2 separate regions of the Oryctolagus cuniculus genome follow, and region 1 is linked to region 2. Evidence: chromatin contacts called from public Hi-C data. All regions are on one chromosome and are shown on one strand. Each heading gives the region's core, a stretch centred on a gene start, on an enhancer-like site or on the middle of the called end of the contact. The rest is flanking DNA. Distances are from core to core; before and after follow the strand shown. Region 1 overlaps NAB1 (NGFI-A binding protein 1). Region 2 has its middle 86 kb from the start of NAB1.

Region 1 (6,118 bases), core at 2,362-4,861, 74 kb after region 2:
TACAAGAAGTCTCATATTTTAAATATATCTTTTCAAATTGACATATTTAAGGCATTTCTAGGCAAAAAACAACGAATGTGGGAAGAATCTTATCAATTTTATTTTAGTCGAGTGCATAGTCTAAATTTACATAATTAAAAGAAAAACTACATCAAAATTCTTTGCAAAGCTACTCCAAAGTATAATTATATAATTTCAAAATTATATCTTATTCATTGTTTGAACTGTTTTTTAAGATTCTATTTATTTGAAAGTCAGAGTTACAGGGAGACAGGGAGAGATGGGGAGAGGGAGTGTGAGAGAGAGGGAAAGACAGAGAGAGGTCTTCCATCCACTGGTTCATGCCCCAGATGGCCGCAACAGCCAGGGCTGGGCCAAGCCGAAGCCAAGAGCTAGGAGCTTCTCCCAGGTCTCCCATGTGGGTAGCAAGGGCCTAAGGACTTGGGCCATTTTCTGTTGCCTTTTCCCAGGCCGTCAGCAGGGGGCTGGATCAGAAAAGGAGCAGCCAGGACACAAGCTAGCACTCGGATGGGATGCTGGCATTGCAGGCAGAGGTTCTACCAGTAACACAAATACCTGCAATGCCACAATGCTGACACCTGACCTGTTTATTCTTTGTAAAATATATTTCAATAGCTCCCACTTACAAATTTTGTTTTTATTAATTAAACTTTCTAAAAGCTTCAAAAGCTGAAGTTTTATATACTCCATTTGATTATTTGAATAAAGATGCCTAATTGATTTTAAACAGAATATAACCCTAATAATTAGAGCTTTATTTCCAAAAAGGTCTAATACCATGGTAGAATATTAGGTTGACTTAAAAATTAATTATTTAAAGGAATACTTTAGGGGCCGGCGCTGTGGCGCAGAGGGTAAAGCCGCCGCTTGCAGTGCCGGCATCCCATAGGGGCGCTGATTCGAGTCCCAGATGCTCTACTTCCAATCCAGCTCTCTGCTATGGCCTGGGAAAGCACAAGATGGCCCAAGTTCTTGGGCCCCTGCACATGGGTGGGAAATCCAGAAGAAGCTCCTGGGTCCTGGCTTCAGATCAGCCCAGCTCTGACCATTCTGACCATTTGGGGCGTGAACCTGCAGATGAAAGATCTTTCTGTCTGTCCCTCTGTCTAAAACTCTCTCAAATAATTTTTTTTAAAGAAATACAGTTCAATCTATAAAAGAATAAGGTAACTCTATGTGTACTGACTTCAAAAGATACCTATTGGTGTATCACACTATGTGCACTGTTCCATTTAAAAAAGGAAAGAAAAATAATTAGAACAGTGTGCAAAACATGATCCCATATTTATATATGTAAAGAAAATATCTGGCAGCTTATAGATTCAGAGTTACAGAAAGAGGAAGAGACAGAGAGGTCTTCCATCCGCTGGTTCACTCCCCCAAATGGCTGCAACGGCCTGAGCTGAGCTGACCCGGAGCCAGGAGCTAGGAACTTTTTTGGGATCTCCCATGTAGTTAACAGGGGCCCAAGGACTTGGGCCATCTTCTACTGCTTTCCCAGATGCATTAGCAGGGAGCTGGATCGGAAGTGGAGCAGCTAGGACTTGTATCGGTGCCCATTTGTGATGCTGCCACTGCACCACAGTGCCTTTAGTAAGTATTTTTTCATGTTAAAGTAGAAGTCTGGGGGTTGGGGACATCTGATGCTAAACATGAAATACTGCACTCAACCTGAACAGTTTTTCAGAGAATTTCCTTTCTTCTAAAGGATTTATGGCTATTTAAAAAGTTAGCTCTAACAGTCTTTTCAACATTTGAAAATACACTTATTTTTCAAGCATTTATTGGGTACATTAGACTCCAGGGATATAAAGAAGAATGAGGCATTGTTTCTGCCTTAAAGAAACTCCAAGTTTATTGCAAGAGACAGACAAGTATACATATAAGCACAATCAAGTGTTGAAGTTAAATGTAACACCAGTGTTGCAGAGATCTAAATAAAAAGAACAGGTCATTCTACCTGGAAGGCAACATTAGCAGAAAAGACCATAAGTCATGTTTCAGGTGAAATCCATCCCCCAAGAGAGAAAGAGACAGAACTCTCATACATAGTTCACTTCCCAAATGCCTACCATGGCTAGGGCTGAACCAAGACAGAAGTTGGAGCCCAAAACTCAAACTGGGTCTCCCACAGAGGTGGCAGAACCCAACCACTTGAGCCATCACAGCTGCCTCTTGGGGTTTGCACTGTCAGGAAGCTACAACTGTAGCCAGAGGTGGGAATTGAACCCAGGTACTCTAATGTGGGACAAAGGTATCCTCACTGGAGATTTAACTGATAAGCAAAACTCCTACTCTGAGCTGAATTTTGAAGATGACATACTGCTCGGTCAAGAGAAAAGAAGTACAATAGTGTATATATACATATACATACGCACACATATATACATACACACATACTTATATACATGGACACATACTTGCAGAGTGTCTCTAGATAAGAGTGCTATAAAGATAAAAGAATGAGAATTTTTAAAAAATTTATTGAGTTACAGGAGAGAGGGAGTCAGAGAGAGAGAGAGAGAGAGAGAGAGAATATCAATCTTCCCTCTGCTGGTTCACTCCCCAAAAGACTGCAACAGCTAGGGCTTTGCCAGACCAAAACCAGCAACCTGGAACTCTGTCTGGGTCTCCCATGTGGGTGACAGGAGTCCAAGGATTTGAGCCATCATATGCTGCTTTCCCAGGTGCATTAGCAGGTAGCTGGATTGGCAGTGGAACAGCCAGGACATGAACTAGCAACCATATGGGATTCCAGCATTGCAGGTGGTAGCTTAACCTGCTATGCCACAACAATGGCCCCGATGGGAACTTTTAACACCAATCATTGAACAAAACAATGTTAAAAGCTACTATTCAAAGCTAAACATTGATTTATATTATTTTGTTTTCTATGCCAGCTAAGTTTTGGTTATTTTTACAAAATTTTTTTCTAAAATAGAAGTCTGCAAAAATGTTTTTGAAATGTATGGTTAATTTATAAATTGAAAAACTGCCTTACAAACACAAAGACTATGCTCTCTCTGATCCAATTCTGACATATTCCTAAAAGTCACTGCCTTGTAGTTCCAAAGCACAAACGTTTGAGTTAAACACAAATATAAGCCCAGCACAATAAATATGGTCTGTTTTCGTAGAGGTTGCATTTTGCTAATGCTTATATGTTTTTAGTCCTGCTTTCAGACAGTGTAACTCTGTAGCTGCAAATTATTACCAAATACGTCTAAGAGCGCACACTGTGTAGAGAAAAAATTCATGGGCTTCCTACCTCATGAAGTGTGAGATGCTTTCCATCCTTTCTCTTTGAGTCGAATCTGCCATATATTGCACTGTATTTTCGAATTTCCTCCTCTTTGTGTGGATCGTCATCACTCATCTCAAAGATGTGACCAATCATTTTGGCCAACTTCTTGTTGGTTTTCAGCAGCTCTTTTACTTCGTTCAAGTCACTTTTTGGCAGCGTGGGGGCCATTCGCTCCACACACTCAGCCACAGAGAGTGCGGCAGCAGCATCTAGGGCCTCGCTGCTTTCCTTTGGGGAAGCTGGGGAGCCAAGGTCAGCTGGGGACAGGCTGTGCTCACTTTCGGTAGCATGGTGGCCCTGCCAGAGCCTGGACTCTCCAACGCTCTGCAGTGCCAGGCTCCCCACATCGGACTTCCCCTGTCCCAAGCTCTGCACACAGGTCGTGGCAGCACATTTGGGGATTTTTAAGTGAGGTTCCCGGGTATTGCTGTTCCTTTCGTAACTACTGCAGGATATTCCCAGCCACGTCGGTGATCCCTCTGGTAACTTATAAATGGGTATGCTACTGACAGGAAGGGAAGTCAGCGGCTGATTGAAAAGGCCCGGGTTCGTAACCCAGTCTCTCAGAGCCTTCTGCAGCCTTCTAACATGAAGGGGCTTGCTAGCCATGCCCACGAGTGCCATAATCTCCAAAAACTCCTCTTCTCCAGCTTCACAGAGCTGCTGCACATCATCACCACCTTGTTGGATAAAAGCATCGAAATAAGAAAGAAGATTGGCTTTCTGTAATATTCTATACAGCTGTAACTCCCCCAGGGTCCTGGGTAAAGCCGCGGCCATTACTGTGGATGGGTTAAACCTGCAAAAAGAAGAGAGAAAAAATTCAAACTCCTTAAATCGAATAGGCTGGGCACTACAGGATTTAAGAATGTAATACAGAGGAACAAAAACAAGGAGCATTTGCATTGCAACCATCAAGAGAGCGCCATTCTTTCTATGTAAGTACTTTATCTCATTTTGCACTCCAACAACTCTAAAGGCCAGACCTTCCTGGAGAAAAACCAGCAAGCAGAAGTCTGGAGACCCAAAGACTCACGAGGCTCCACAACCCACAGTTTGGGCAGACTTGGCTATTTCCATGGTGCGGACACAGATGTAGATTGAAAATAATCAAATTTAGCAAGAGGAGAGAAGTACTACAGTTTACCACCATTTGTTAAATACTGACTGTGCCAAGAAGTATCATGGACACTTCACATGTCTAATCCTCAGAACAGCCTTGTGAAGTAGGTATAGTTATTTCCATTTCATAAAGAAAAATTAGCAGGATTAGTCTGGCAGGTAAAGGAAGATTTCAGTAAGACCTGGAGGTAACAAAATAGAAGATGGCATATTTAGGAACCAAGAAAGAGGCAGCAAAAATTCAAACAAATAAATGACAAGACTTGGTCATTTCTTAGGCATAAACATGAAAAAGGAAAGGAAACAGTTACAGTTCTAGGAAGAGAAGAGTTATAGGTGACAATGGGATTATATAACAGAGAAAAATCAGGACGATGGGATTCCCTCTGACATGCATGGTACTTGAACATGGCACAGGGCAAGATGCTAACGTACAACTACTCTGCATGCAAACATCAAGACTGTGTCTACACATGTATCAAGGACACAGATGCAAAATGTAATCTGAGGCCATCATAGCAGCAGCAGAGGTCAAGGTCAAGGAAGAAACATACTTTTAGAGCCCAAGCAACATAGAGAAACCTGTTGTTAAAAAGACAGAACAAGAGCTAGTAAAGCACTTCTTGACCTCTTAGCAGCCTTTAAAAGTTGTTCAGTTGCCTGGAGACCTCCCACATACAAAGAGGAGTTGGCTGAGTACTTCCATTTAAGAGAAACAAACTTGTTGTAATCAATGTACCCTTAGAATCAAAAGGACCCTGTAGCCCTCTATGGAAAAAATTACAGAGGGCTTAAAAAATGCACACATCAGAGGAAAGTACAAGACCTGCTCTCAACTCAAACAGTTCGGATCAACACTTGAATGGGAGATACTGCAATCAGAGAAATATATCTCTGAAAGCCAGAAAGTCAAATGTGGACTTTTGTTGTCAAATGCTGTCAGCCAAAAAGTTAGACAAAATTTTAGTTTCAGTCACATCAACCTGGAGAATGGGTCTCCCTCTAAGGGCTGTGACTGGAAGTTCTGTATCCTCCATAATCTGTTTTGATCAACCAGTGACCTCCTCGTATTTTATGGCTCTTTATTTGTGAAGGGCTAGAATGGACATAGCCAGGTGACCTGATGACCTACTTCCCAAGAGACAAAACAGATGTAATCTGGACCCAGCTGCTTCTGCTAATCCCAAGGAAATCATATAAGGTGTTTTTGAACAAAGTTTCCCAGGTCCCTGGGCCGCATGCAGGTGATTGCCCATGATTTGGCAAAGAGGGCAAACTGCAGAGAAAATCCCTATTTAGTTTGCCCTCTGGAGCACCACAAACTCCCACAAGTCCTATAGGATCACCCAGGTTCCTTAGGTCCACCTTCATGTTCAGGCTGCCCCAGTTCTCTGGATAAAAACAAACATTTTGCATCTTCTCACTGCAGGGACAGACCATCATCTAGGTGGACACTAACCCAGAAAACACAGCTCTTGGGAGTTACAGACTCAAATTTAGGTTTATATTAAATAGTAACATACCAAATGAAGGGCTTCCTGAAAATGTTGAGATTGGAGGGGAAAACAGTCAACTTCCCATCATTCTCCTAATGCAAGTCTTCTGCAGGCAGTCAATTCAAGAGTATTAAAAAAATACATATCCACATACATAAATATATGTGTACACACA
Region 2 (5,811 bases), core at 1,340-3,839:
AATGCTACAGAGCTCTCTGGATGGCTATTGAAAAACATCCTAAATTACAACCCAGGAGCCAAAGCACTCCTACCCCACATGGATGAGACAGTGGCAGTTCCCTAAGCTGAAGGAAGAAACTCCTTCAACAATTCCTAGGAAAGGAAAAAGGAATTGAGCAATCTGCCAGAAAGCTCCAACCATAAGTGTTTTGGTCCTGTGGTTGGTATATCCCAGCATCTACTTTAGAGATCAAAAATAATTCAGTGCAGGACTGGTGAGGTGGCATAGCAGGTAAAGCCATCATCTGTGATTCTGGCATCCCATATGGTGCTGGTTCAAGGCTCACCTGCTCCACTTCTGATCCAGCTCCTTGCTAATGGCCTGGGAAAAGCAGCGGAAGATGTCCCAAGTATTTGGGTCCCTGCTACACATGTGGCAGACCCAGATGAAACTCCCAGCTCCTGGCTTCAGCCTGACTCAGCCCCAGCTATCGTGATCACCTGGGGAAATGAACCAGTGAATGGAATCTCTCTCTCTCTCTCTCTCTCTCTCTCTCTCTCTCTCTCTCTCCCTCCCCTTCTCTCTATGTAACACTGAATTTCAAATAAGTAAATAAATCTTAAAAAAATGTCAGTGCTCTTGGTTGTATGAACAGCTGCATTGCTTCTTTGCTAATGGGATCCAAACATGTTGAAGATGTTGCAATTCCAAGAGAAGAAATTCAAGTTCAACAGGGTCTAAATACAAGCAATGAGTGGAAGTAGGGTGTATAGAACACAATATTTCTGAATCATCTTAGCATCTAGGAGTCCTCAGAACAGCTTTAATTTTTCTCCGGAAGACCATAAGAGGAAGCTTCACTGATCACAGCCTACTTCCTTTTTACTCATCCCGCTATTCACATAAGGAATTATGCAGTGAAAGTGTTTGCCCAGCCCAAGGGAATCTGCCCTATTATAGGAGTAACACCCTCTCTTTTCAATGAGAAAATGCCCAACGTCCAAGTTCTTACTCTCACAATGATATTCAGACATCATTTTGTCTGACATCTTGGTTTTTGCATATCTTTTAAAAATATTAAGTCTTCTGATGTCATGAAGGCTTCAACAAGAAGTGTTATAATTCTTATAACTGAGGAAATTGAGGATGATGGGTCACAGCTCCCAGTCAGCAGCAGGCCCAGGGCTGACATCTGATGAGTCTCCTCTCCTCCTGCATTCTTTCCACTTCCCCACGTTGCCCTGTCTCCTCCACATCAACCTCAGATCCTCTCCTAGAAGATAGAACCAGGGAGATTGGAAATTTTTATTATTATTATCTTTTTAATTTGAAGAGTTAGATGGTTGTTGTTTTGCTCGAGGCTAATGTGCCAGAATCACAGACATAAACTTAATGAGCAAGGAGTCTGTAGGGGTTTGCAAAGAGCAATTCCTGCTTTGGGAATTCAAATATTCTGTTGTATGAGATTCTGTTGATTTTGGAAATGCTGTGAATCATTTCCTGAAAGAGCAAAATAATGGAAGCTTTCTATTCCAAGTTTCCAAGAAATGTTGTGAAGGCAGAAGACACTTGGGGATGCTAGGCCATGTAGAGAAGCCTTTGCAGTGCCCTGGTCAAGAGTGGACCCTTCCTCTGGATGACCGCAACATTCGGGACGCACCTCTGCCCTCCCTGGCAGGTGCTGTCTTCCTCGCCAGAGGTCGCACGGTGAAGGGAGAAGGCTTATTTCCTCTGTTTGAACAGGTTACATTGTCGGAAATGCATTCTTTTGTTGGTCAGAGAGCGATATTAGAACCTGGAGACCCAATTTGCAGAATGTTAGTAAGGGCTTTTTATCAGGGGATTTCCAGGGAAGTCAGCACCTCTCCTGTCACTGTCATTCAGAACCCCAACTAGAGTGCAGGATTCATGTTTGCGTCCATGCACTGGACGCAATGAAGCTAGGAAACAGTCATCATTTCCATTCTAGCATCTCACATTCTCTCTCGATCTTTTAGCCCTTTGTAATGCAAATATAAAACTTCACCACAAGTTGAAACTTGAGGCCAAACAAAACTTTTCTGAAGGCTGGGAACATTTTCCTCAAATGATAGAGTGGCGCTCCATTGACCTTTCCCAGCAAGCAGGAGGGCAGAAGTGTGGCTGTGTGACCTGGAACACAGTAAGCGATTCTGTCTCCAAGACTCACACTGGGGTCAGATCACATCTCTTAGGCTCCTCATCTCAAATTTCATGCAAAGAGATTTTTTAAAAAACTATGGGGATTCTGGTGAACCCAGAACAATTTTCCCTCTAGAACTTATTTGTCAAAGACAATCTCCAATTTTCTCTCACATTGCCTTTGCTGAGGACCAAATTTAGCTTTGTAGTTTGACTCATATTATCCATTTGTGTTTTCATGCTACCTTCTTATTGGGCAGAAGGCAAAAGGTCAAGCTGGAATGATTACACTTGGCAGGGGACTTTTTAAAACCAAAGTTTCTTAGGCATGTTGGGATCTGTGTTTCTCTTTTGAGCAGAAGAGTGGGGTGTAATAGAGGTTCATGTAGCCACAGGTCAGGACCCTCACCATGGCAGTTGTTGAAAGGTAAAAACATTCTGAGGTGCCCAGATGTGCTGTTTACTGGGACTGTGTTCCAAGGCATTTTTCTATGTTGGTAGCTGACACCCGCGCCTCACACAACAGGAAGGAGTCTGAAGAGAGGATGCGTAACACTAGTGCAACATTCACAAGACTTCTACAAGTCCCAGAGATGTTTGGCAGCTGAGAAGACTTCCCCTGTCTTTGTAGCTGAGCTGCTTACTTGTCTCCTTTGACGCCAGTGGACCCTTTGCTTATTATGGTAATGCATATGGATTCTTCAATTGCACCAGGTTATGGGGTGTTGGAATCACCAACACTGCCTGTACATCCTAATACAAAAATCACGAGATTTGATTGTAGCATGTTTCCGAAAAGTGGAGCAAAATAGCAACTTCTGGCAACCAGCTTATGTAGAATGATATTAAAACATTCTACAAACCCATTCATTCCAAGGAAAACCCGGGAACTAACAGAATTATGGATTCTTAGAGCTGTAAGGAATCTACTCAGCCTCAGTGTCTTGGGACATTCTTCTAAGTCCAGTGACCTCACCACCTGTTCATCTCAGTAAGCACTTCCAGTCAGCCACCCTCTGTGCCCCACCCTGTGAATCTGTTCATCATCTGGAAGCTGATCTCAGATTCCAATAGCTGCTCTTGGAAAACAACCTCCAAACATTTCCGCCATCCCCACAGCTGTGTTCCCACCACTGGGCTCGCTGCCATCCGCAATGTCAGCAGCCTCCCCGGCCACCCTGCCTTGGCTTTGCACTCCATGCAGAGAGGCTCACGTCTCTGCATCCCTGGTTGCGCCCAAGGGAAGCTATGCAGTATCTTGGCCAGGTGACTCTGCCCCTGCTGTCATTCAACAGCTCTGTGACTATTTCCTGAACTGTCTCTGTGAGAATAACTTGGCTGGCCCCATTGCTGAAATGTCAGCCTCCTGTCACCCACACCCAGGGTGCTCCCTCCTCCTTCTTTTAGCTCCCACACATACTTGAAGATTCAGCCTTGGAGGCACATCCTCTCAGAGCCTTCCCCAATCATTTCTTCCATTCTACCCTCTGCATCCCATTACACTAAGTCGAGTGCACCCTATCCCCTCCCCACCTGTGCTGCACACCTGCATCCATGAATTGTTCTCTGTAGCTGTGTCATCTGCCCACTAGATGAATGTATTCTGGTGTGCAGATGTGTCTGGACTTATGAAGGGGCTACATCCCTTGATCAATGGTTGAAAATATTATAAATTAAAAATGCACTTAATACACCTAAACTACTGAACTACTGAACATCGAAGCTCAGCCTAGCCTGCCTTAAGTGTGCTCAGAACACCTCGGTTAGCCTACAGTTGCACAAATTAATCTAACAAAGTCTATTTTATAATAAGATGTTGAATATCTTGGGTAATTTATTAAATACTGTAGTGAAAGGGAACAACAGAATGGTTGTCCAGGTACTCCATTTTAATGTACACACTGAAAGAAAGCCTCATCATAAAGTCTAAGATCCATAAGTCAAACCATTGTAAGTCAGGGACTGTCTGTACTCACCTTTGGAGTTTCGACTACTGATTAACTTTAGGATCTTGGGCAACTTATTTAACTTTCTAAGCCTCAGCTTCCTCATCCGGAACTGGTTATTAATCGGATTATAGGTAAAGCACTTACCACAACCCTTGATTATAAGTAAAAAATAAATACATGTTGAATAAAAGCATGTCAAAGGAACACCCTCAGAATACTCCCTGAAAGAAAAATATTTATCCTTTAAGCACTTGTTCTGACAAGGAGCGAGTTTCACGATCAGAAAACTCTAATTATAGTGGAACTGAAACAATAATGACTTCACTCACATTGGTTTTACTGACATAAATGAGCACCACTCCCAGTGTCCCCTGCTATGAGCTAGAATCTGAGACTCTCAGGGCATCCTCTCCTCAGTCTTCAAGAACTTGACCCTCACGTGCTGCTGTCTTGGCCACTACTTCTGATGCAGTCAGCTGCGGTGGCAGGGTCACTCCTGGGCAAGGCGATTCCCAGCTGGTGCCCGCAGCTGCCACTCCCACTGGGGCGTCAGGTGAGGAGTTAACGGATTCATCACCTTCTACTGCGCCACTCTGCCCCGAGTGTGGCTGTGGTCCTCTCCCTCCAACTCCCTTCAGGACAGCAGAAGCCAAACTATTTGAGACACGGATCAGATCACAACGAAGCCCAGGGACAAAGACAGAGAAGCAGTCAATGCTGGCGCAGGGGTCCTGTCGCTGCTACAAGGAAGTGCCTCAGAGTCTGAAGTCTCCCTTCCTGGGAGATGAGGTTAGACGGACTCTGGGTCCCAGGGTTCTGATTTCCTGCCCCACGACTGACCTCTTGTAAGGACAGCTGGCAGCGAGCAGTTCCAGTCCCTTCAGGGGAAACCCCACCCGCATAATCACTCCGTGATTCATCACCACACATTTCCCCAAAGCCAGAGCCTTCCGACTTGCTTCTTGCCACTTTGCTGTTCATGAAACGAGTGGTCACTGCAGCCGGCTTGCTGAATGGTCCTAGTTCATAGGCAGCACACGCAGGAGATGATTTTATTTTTCTACAATCTCTTGTCTTCAACTGTGCCATGAACATAATCTCTCTGGTGTGCCTGATAACTTGGATAGATCCATAGGATTCTGGTCACTTTCAGGGATAAAAAGTCCAGTCCAACTGGTTTACATTACACCTTAAATCTGCTTTAATAGGATGGCTGTGTCCTCTCCCCCAGCCCTGGCTGGTCCCCTCTTTCCTTCCCTCTCCCCTCCCCCCAGGCACTCAGAGTGTGCGTGTGCAGCATTGCTCCTCTCTCTGGGGAGACCTGGAAGAGGACAGGTGTGTCTTAACCTGCAGGAGGTACTGAAGGTGTCTCTGGCCAATGCTGCCTGACTGTTGACGCCTTCTCTGTGGCAGATTTCCAAATACTGGCTTCCTCGTGGGAGCGTCTGTGAACTTCCCCACGTCACAATCTCCACCATCTGCCCCTACCGTTGATGATTCACTCCATGGCTTTTTGTGACCAGCGTCTACTTTCCTGGCAGGCAGTTCTGTTGGGTTGGACGCGGGTGAGAGACTCAAGCCTGGTTGCCCACCACGGCATCCCTTTGATCCATGGAAAAATCCCATCTCTATCACCAGACGCTAAACAGAAACTGCGCACTCCACCCTTTGTGTCCACGCTGCATTTTCCTTCCAATTTCTTCCCCCACTGGTCAAGACT

Evidence for each region. A called contact is a pair of places that touch in the nucleus more often than the background predicts.
Region 1: a contact with region 2 is called in a Hi-C map of an unstated tissue, with 1.5 times the contacts expected there. The contact joins two enhancer-like sites. A contact is called at or near these places in 2 of 6 Hi-C or Micro-C datasets (psoas muscle and an unstated tissue).

What each region holds. Positions count from the first base shown.
Region 1 is chr3:49,692,415-49,698,532 of mOryCun1.1, forward strand. NAB1 (NGFI-A binding protein 1) reads right to left here. Exons shown (of 8, transcript XM_002712343.5): 2 at 3,290-4,124. The coding sequence starts at 4,105. Among named protein-coding and RNA genes, the nearest start is that of NAB1, 13 kb to the right of the region's middle. Within about 2 kb of position 3,612, at least 1 of the 8 cell types and tissues checked has an H3K27ac peak or open chromatin away from gene starts, as enhancers often do.
Region 2 is chr3:49,619,407-49,625,217 of mOryCun1.1, forward strand. No RefSeq gene overlaps it. Among named protein-coding and RNA genes, the nearest start is that of NAB1, 86 kb to the right of the region's middle. Within about 2 kb of position 2,590, at least 2 of the 8 cell types and tissues checked have an H3K27ac peak or open chromatin away from gene starts, as enhancers often do.